2 separate regions of the Anas platyrhynchos genome follow, and region 1 is linked to region 2. Evidence: chromatin contacts called from public Hi-C data. All regions are on one chromosome and are shown on one strand. The core of a region is the stretch at or near the end of the contact, and the rest is flanking DNA. Distances in the headings are between cores, read along the strand shown.

Region 1 (3,713 bases), core at 221-2,720, 680 kb before region 2:
TGTAGATATCCAGAATTGTAGATACTGAAATAGATGTTGAAATACCCAACCCTATTACTGTTTTTGTTTGTATGGGTAATGCCTGCTTAGACAGTCTATAAAATAGCATATACAAGGAAACACAGAAAACTAAATAGGTGAAGGAGTAAAGCATACAAGCCAAGTGCAGAGGTAGTAGTTTGATATTTTAATGATATTTGAGAATAATTCTCAAGTATCTTGCAGTATCACTGTAATCAAACGCTTGTAACAAGTTTGCTTGGCATACTTAAGTGTAGTAACATATGTGACTGTCAACCAGTTTGTTGTCAGTTCTTTTGGTAACAAAGTACAAAACTGCAGCGTTTAAGTGAATGTCTAAATGGATACATTTTTCCGTGGGAATCTTTTTTTTTTTTTTTTTTTTTTTTTTTTTTTCCCCTGTGAGAATCTACCTTGGTTCTTCCCAGCAGCAGTATTTTGGATATGTGCATTGCTACCTGTGACTACCCTGTTGTAGCTTGAATGAAAATATTTGAGGACTAAAATAATTGTTATTGAGAACAAAAGCAAGTGCATTTTGGAAACGGAATGCTGTTTGGCAGAATTGTTGGGCCTGTTTCTGAGTTTTTTTTGGCAGGACAATTTAATGTTCCTTTCCAAAACAGAAGCCCTGACTCCCTCTGTAGGCACAGTAAGGAAGAGCAGACTAAGCTTATCTGTAGACTTCACATATAGCAAGCATAATGTATGTTATCTCTTAAATGAATGAAAGCTGCACAGACTCAGTTGACACTGACAACCCTTTGGGTGGCAGTACAAAACGAGTTTGTTTTTCCCTATGTTGTACATTGAAGGATGCAGCAGGCTGGCTGTGGTCAAGTGCACTGGTGGCCAGGCTGGAGGAGCACTGGCTGGGGGACACAGCCCTGGGCTGAGGCCTGAGGAGATCACCCTGGCAGAAGGAGGCCCAGCCCAGGCCCAGAAGTTAATTTCTCTGCTGTGTGTGATGTTGTGGGTGTGCAGCCTCCCCCTATCCTCATGCCACTTCCATTTCTGTATACGTTTTTTCCACATCCTTGTCACTGTTGAGGCTGGGTGGGCGCTGCAGTGAAATGAGCAGTGCAGAGTCAGGCTGATGTGGCAGTGCAAACTTCGTTATTGCTTCAGGTGTCTCCTAGGGAGGGACTGCTGGAAGTGTGGAGGCCAGAAAAGGAGCTGCAGGATTTTTCACCTCCTTGCTCATGACACTTGCAATCAAAATTTTGATTTTTATGGGTGCCTTAGTTCCATTAAAACAAAAACAAAGAGTCACTGAGAAAAAGCCCCAACCACCACACAGTCTATTTGTCATTAGCCACACGGGCTGCAATTAACGAGAGCGCTTCTAATCGCTTTGTTTAGCGCCACGAGATGAGTCGTGACTGGGCGCCCTGTCACGGGCAGGCGCCTCCACACGCGTGCCCCCGGCGTGCCGGCGGTTATAAGCGCTAAGATGGCAGCGCGGGCGGCGTGACGTGGCGGGAGGGGCCGCCCATTTTGTGTGTGGCGGCAGCATGGAGGCGGCGGCGCTGCTGGAGCGGTTCCGCAGCCCGGGGAAGGGCAGCGGGCTGCGCGCCCGGCGGCGGCTGCGGCCCGGCGAGCTGCTGTACCGGGCCGAGCCCTTCGCATACGTGGTCAGCAAGGAGCTGCTGGGCGGCGTGTGCGAGCGCTGCCTGCAAAGGTAGGGAGGAGCGGGGGGAAGGCGGCTACCGCCATCGCCGCCCGCCCAGCGCCGCCCCTTCCGCCGCTGTGGAGGGCGGGCGGGTCGGGGAGGGCTGGGGGCAGCGCTGGGGCTGTGCGGGGAGATGGGGGATGGCCCTGCCCGAAGCAATGTGTGGGGTGTGGGGGGATCCGTGCTGCACGTGTGTCCGCGGGTCTTTGCCAGGGGCACCTGGCGAGCCCAAGTCCCGCTGGTGGGAGGAAAGCAGCGGTGTGGCTGTGTGTGGGTACCGGAATGTGTGCTGGCAGGCAGTCAAAACTCGTCTGGGGTCACTGGGATGTTGAGAAGAAATTCAGTATTGCCAGTTTTTGCCCTGCCTCATAACTACCTGACGCGTGTTTTTTAATTCCGGGGCTTTGCTTCCTGTCCTCGCAGAGCCTCCCAGCTGCAGCTCAAAGAAGTGATGCTGTGATCCCCATGTCCCTGGGGAGAAGCTTGGTGCTGTGTGTCAGGTTGCACCTGCATCCAACCTCAGGGTATTAAAAAAATAAAAAAATGGCATAAGATTTCTAGGTGATGTTTCTGGGAAGCCTGGCTCGTGATTTCAGGGTGCCTCAAGAGGGTGGCTGCCTGCACCTTGAGGCAATGAGGGGCAGCTGGCCTCGGGGGCAGGCTGGCACCAGCGACTGCAGCGAAAATCCATCTCAGGTGTTATGCATTTGTATGTTTATTGTTAACAGTGGTATTAGTAGAAAGTGCAAGTTAAATAAAGTTTAATTTACCACGGTTCAGATTCCACTGCAAAGCGTGCACTGGTTGTGAAGATTTAGTAGATCCAAACTATGCGAACAGATTTTCTTATTTATCGAATTAAAACCAGTTTCTACTTATTCAAGAGACTTCATTAAACTAATGATGTGTATATTCACACACAGTTCTTTTTACACACGTGGAAGTTAAATAAAACAGTCTGCACCTGCTGAAGTGGGATGTGAAATTGAACTGCGTCATGGCTCTGGCTTAAATGCAGGATGCAGAGTGATCCTTATTGAAAGCCAGGTAGGAGAAAAGCAGTTACTGCTCGTTTCCAGAGCTACAGCTAGGATGCCTTGGGTGCAACTTCTCCTGCTTTTCATTCTGGTCTTTAGGGGGCAGTACAGGAACACAAATCCCCCCCAAAAAAGTCTTGCTTGAAATTGACTTAGCATTTATCCTTCTTACGGTATAGGAGTGGATGTTTGAGGCTCTGTGCAATTCTGTGCTGACTTTGCCTCCCAGCTTGTGCTAGCAAGCGCTGTTGGTCGCAGCTCCTGGCTGTGTGGGAGGTGCTGGCTGGGCCAGAAGATGGGTGGCAAGGTGCAAATGTGTTTCTGGGGTGAATGCTGGGAGGCAGCAGGCTTGTGGTAGGGCCAGGGGTGTTTGCTGTGTGTCTGCCTTGCTATGAGGCCTTGAGCCCTTTGGGGCAGGGGTGATGGCTGCTGGGGCAATCTGCTGCCTTCCTTCAGAGAGGACAGCCTGGCTGCTGCCATAGCTCCACCTGGTCCTGTCTAAATTAAAGTGAGTAGCAGTGAGAATTTAAAACAATGAAGTGATTTCATTTATTTACTTCCTACACCTGCTAGTGGAAATTGTAACATCCCCTCCTCACTTTATTGGCATGTTGGCAGTATTTGTATGGTGTGGTGAAATTTTTTTGGTCAGTGTTATTAGGTCTTTCTCATGTGCAGAGCAGGTGGCAGATAATAGTAATTTTTCCACTTTTGCGATTTCTTCTCACTCCAGAGACAGTCCTGTGTTTTCTGATGCCTATGTTCATACTAGTTTTTATAGGAGGCCGATCCGAAATGTTCTACTATGGCTGATTTAATATGATAGTGTAGTTCATTCAAATAGTATCACATTAGCAACTAAAAAATATAACGTCCTGAAGTTGGGTACGTAGTATAGATCTGATTAAAAATGTAAATTTTGATGAAGAAGTACTTGTCAGTGTGCATTTCTAATGGAAGACATGCTCTGAGAGCACACGTGG
Region 2 (3,521 bases), core at 847-3,346:
TGCCTCTGAACTGGCTGCCAAGTGACAGGCCATTCTGTAAATCCGTAGGGATCAAGGGGAGCAGGTGGGGAAGGCTCCCACGACTCCCGCGTGGCATCCCCACCCTTGCCCACCCCTCAGCGGGCACAACAGCACCCACCTGGGACAGCACGGTGCAAAACCCCCTGTGATGCAGGAGAAGGGGGCTACAGGGCGCAATCTCAGGGTGCTGCCGTACCCCACGGGACCCCGGAGGAAGGGACGGGTGAGAGCACCGCGCCCCAGCAGCGGGCAGCCCGCTGAGAGCCGCGATCCGCACTCACCTTGCTGCTGACGGGCCCGGGGATGAGCAGCTTGAGCGCCTGCCTCTTGAGCTCCGCCAGGCGGGCGCTGCAGTGCTCGCACCAGACGCCGCGGTCGGAGCCCGGCGAGGAGCCGCCGCCGCTGCCGGAGCCCGGCGAGCCGGTGCCGAAGCCCGGCGAGCCGCCCAGCGAGCCGGGGGAGCTGGTGCCGATGCCGGGCGAGGCGGGTCCCGGCGAGCCGCTGAAGGAGCCCGGCGACGAGGTGCCGGAGCCCGGGGACGGCGTGCCGGAGGAGCCCAGCGCCGAGCCCGCTCCCTCCGGGGCCGGGCGCCCGCCGGCACGGGACTCCTCGTACGCCCTCCGGTACCAGCTCTCGGGGGAGAAGGGGGCGCCGGGCTTGGTGGGCGAGCAGGGCTCGGTCACCTGCAGCGGAGAAGGAGCAGCGGGTCAGGCGGGGCCGGCAGCCCGCTCCCCCCCGCGCCCCGCGCCCCAACTTACCCCGTATTTTCTGCTCCGCGCCGTGCCCGCGCCCCGCTCCTTGGTCCCGGCCACCGAGGTCATGGTGGCTCGGCAGCGCCGGGTGCCAGCGGGCTCCCAGCCGCATCCGAGGGCGCCGGCGGTCCCGGGGAAGCGCCTCCGCCGCCGCGGGGTGGCTCAGCCCCGAGACGCCCTCAGTGCTCGGCGAGGGGCTGCGCGGCGGGGCTGTCCCCCGGCCGCCTCGTCCTCATCGCCCCCCGCCGCTCCCGCAGCGGCTGCCGAGCCTCCCGCCCCCGCTACGGCCGCAACTTGTTCCCCCCTTCAGGTCCGTCACCGAGTTGCGAGCAAAGCCTCCAAAAAAATACCGGGAGCCGGTCCCCGGGAGGAGGAGCCGCCTCTCCTCCTCCTCCTCCTCCTCCTCCTCCTGCCGTGCCCGCAGCCTCGCTCGGGCAGGGGCCGGGGGCTGCGAGGCGCTGCCGGGGAGGGTCCCTGCGATTTTGCGGTGCGCCCTGATTGGCACCGGAGATTTTTTGCCCCCCTTTTTCTTGCGAAGGGCGGGCGGTGGGTGTGGGTGTGTGTGTAGGGGGGGGACCGTGTTGCTCGCACCGCAGTTATTGGTCACTCGCCGCTGCTCGGGGCTTTCACGAGTGCTCGCAGTCCGCCCCGAAGAGCTGCGAAGGAAGAAGCGAGCTCTCCCCGCGACGGGCACGGGCAGCCCTTCGCCGTGTTGCGATCCTGTGTGTATTAATCTAACTCGCGGCCGAGGGCGTCATAAATTGAGCTCCTAACAATAAAACCCTACAGTCTCGTTTCGCTGTTCATCTTTCCCCACAATCACGGTTTGCAGGCTGTGGGCTACGCGCATCTGGCCGCAGCTCCCTGTTCACCTCCAGCCCTGCAGACAGCACAACCACTCCTCAGAGATCTTCCTCCTCGCCTCAACTTGCCGATTCTCTCAGAAACGGGTGCCATAAAGAGCCGAACCCAGACCCCCTGGGACAGCCAAAACAGGGGGGATGCGACAGAGAGGGCAGATCACGCCGGGACCCGCTCCCCTTCGCACCCTCCTATTGCCACCCCCAGCAGCGCAGCCCTGCGGCGGGGAGCCCTCCGCGGTGCCCCGCTGCCCCTCCGCTGCCACGGCTCGGCGCGGCCGTTCCTGCTGGGGAAGCCGCAGCCCGGACACCCCGGGCCGTGCCCCCGGCCGCCCAGCGGGCAGCACCGGGAGGCGCGGGGAGATGCGCTCAGGGGCGGCTGCGGAGCCGGGCGGGGCCGGCGGCGTTCGCGGGCGGCGAGCGCCCTCTGCGGGCGGCCGTTGCTGGCGACCGTTGGCGGCCGTTGCTGGCCGTTGGTGGCCGTTGCTGGCGCGAGGTCTGGCTCCCTCGGTCCATAGCTGTTCATAGCGCCGCCCGGGAGGGAAGGGGCTCGGGGTGTGCCGAAACACACGGGTCTGCCCAGCCTGAGGAGGCTCGGCTGCCAGCTGCCTCTCCCTCCTGACGGGTGACGGTGTTTATCGGTGGTTTGGGTCATTCAAAATAGACTGCGAGGATTTTCGGGAGCTGGGATGCACCAAAAATCTCCAATTGGAGAGATCTTGCTGCTAAAATCTTTGCATCTCTCGTTATTTTGTGGTGGCCAAAGAACAAGACACTATAGTGTCACTCCAGCAAGAAGCCCTACCAAGAACCCTGTCTCGGGGTTAACACCTGCTCTGAGAAGCAGCCAAGCTTTTTCCCATCTCTTTGGGATCCCTCGTGTGGAAGTTCATGAGGTTTCCTCTCGTAACCCCTTCTGCTCCATGTGTCACCAAGGAGTAGAGCTCAGTGACGTGGTTTAGTGGAGGACTGGTTAGGGTTAGATCAGAGGTTGGACTGGGTGATCTTCAAGGTCTCTTCCAACCTAGATGATTGTGTGATTCTGTAAAGGAAAGACGTTTATTTAGCAGTGTCATCAGCAAACCACTGACACACAGCTCCCCCAAAGCTGCCTCTCTATTTCAAATTTACCTATTATCTTGTGCTGCAAATCACTTACACCAGCAGTTCAGAACAGCTGCTAGACGGGGCCACAATGGCGCTTAAGCTTCTGCTACAGGTTCTAGTAATCATCTCACATTGGGACCTTCCTTCCTCACAGCTTTTCTAGTTCAAGCAAGGGGAGAGATTTACCCTCTCTGGAGTGAGCTCATTAAGGTGATTTAGCACCTGTGTGATCCCAGGTGCAGACTGATGTACTAGTTTAAAACACCTATAAGCAGTGGCTGCAGAAGACATTTAGTTAATAAAGAAAGACTTTCTGTCCTGTAGATAATTTTAGATCTCAATCTAGATATTGCACCTCTCTGGAGTTTATAACCTGCCTTTTAGCTAGTATACACATTTCCAGTTTCTTTATCACACAGCAGTGTGTTTGCTCAGGTGTACTATCACTCTGATACTTTCAGTGGATTTCTTCTGAACAGATCTCAGTATGGGTGCAATTAAATCTGACCTAGAAGTTCAGCTTCATCACTCAAATCTGAGATGCTGGCACCATCCCAGTTCTATCAATAAACAGCAGTTTATGAGAGCTGGAAATGTTGGTTGCATCAAAGAAATCCTTTGAGGTATTCACATTTATTATAAATCTCAGGATAAAAAAGGTGACAGCAACTGTAAGTTGAAGAGTCATCACTGCCTGCACAGAAGCTTTGTTTCCAAGTTTGGTGCTAATAAGTCTCAGTATCAGGTCTTACTTACAATTTTAAAAAGCTTCCTTGGGGAG

Evidence for each region. Hi-C and Micro-C count contacts between places; a contact is called where the count stands out from the background.
Region 1: a contact with region 2 is called in a Hi-C map of subcutaneous adipose tissue, with 3 times the contacts expected there. The contact joins the promoter of SMYD3 here to the promoter of KIF26B in region 2. A contact is called at or near these places in 2 of 8 Hi-C or Micro-C datasets (skeletal muscle and subcutaneous adipose tissue).

What each region holds. Positions count from the first base shown.
Region 1 is chr3:31,596,999-31,600,711 of IASCAAS_PekinDuck_T2T, reverse strand. SMYD3 (SET and MYND domain containing 3) reads left to right here and starts at 1,470. Exons shown (of 11, transcript XM_038176760.2): 1 at 1,470-1,702. The coding sequence starts at 1,536.
Region 2 is chr3:30,918,057-30,921,577 of IASCAAS_PekinDuck_T2T, reverse strand. KIF26B (kinesin family member 26B) reads right to left here and starts at 2,096. Exons shown (of 15, transcript XM_027453855.3): 1 at 780-2,096; 2 at 303-704. The coding sequence starts at 842.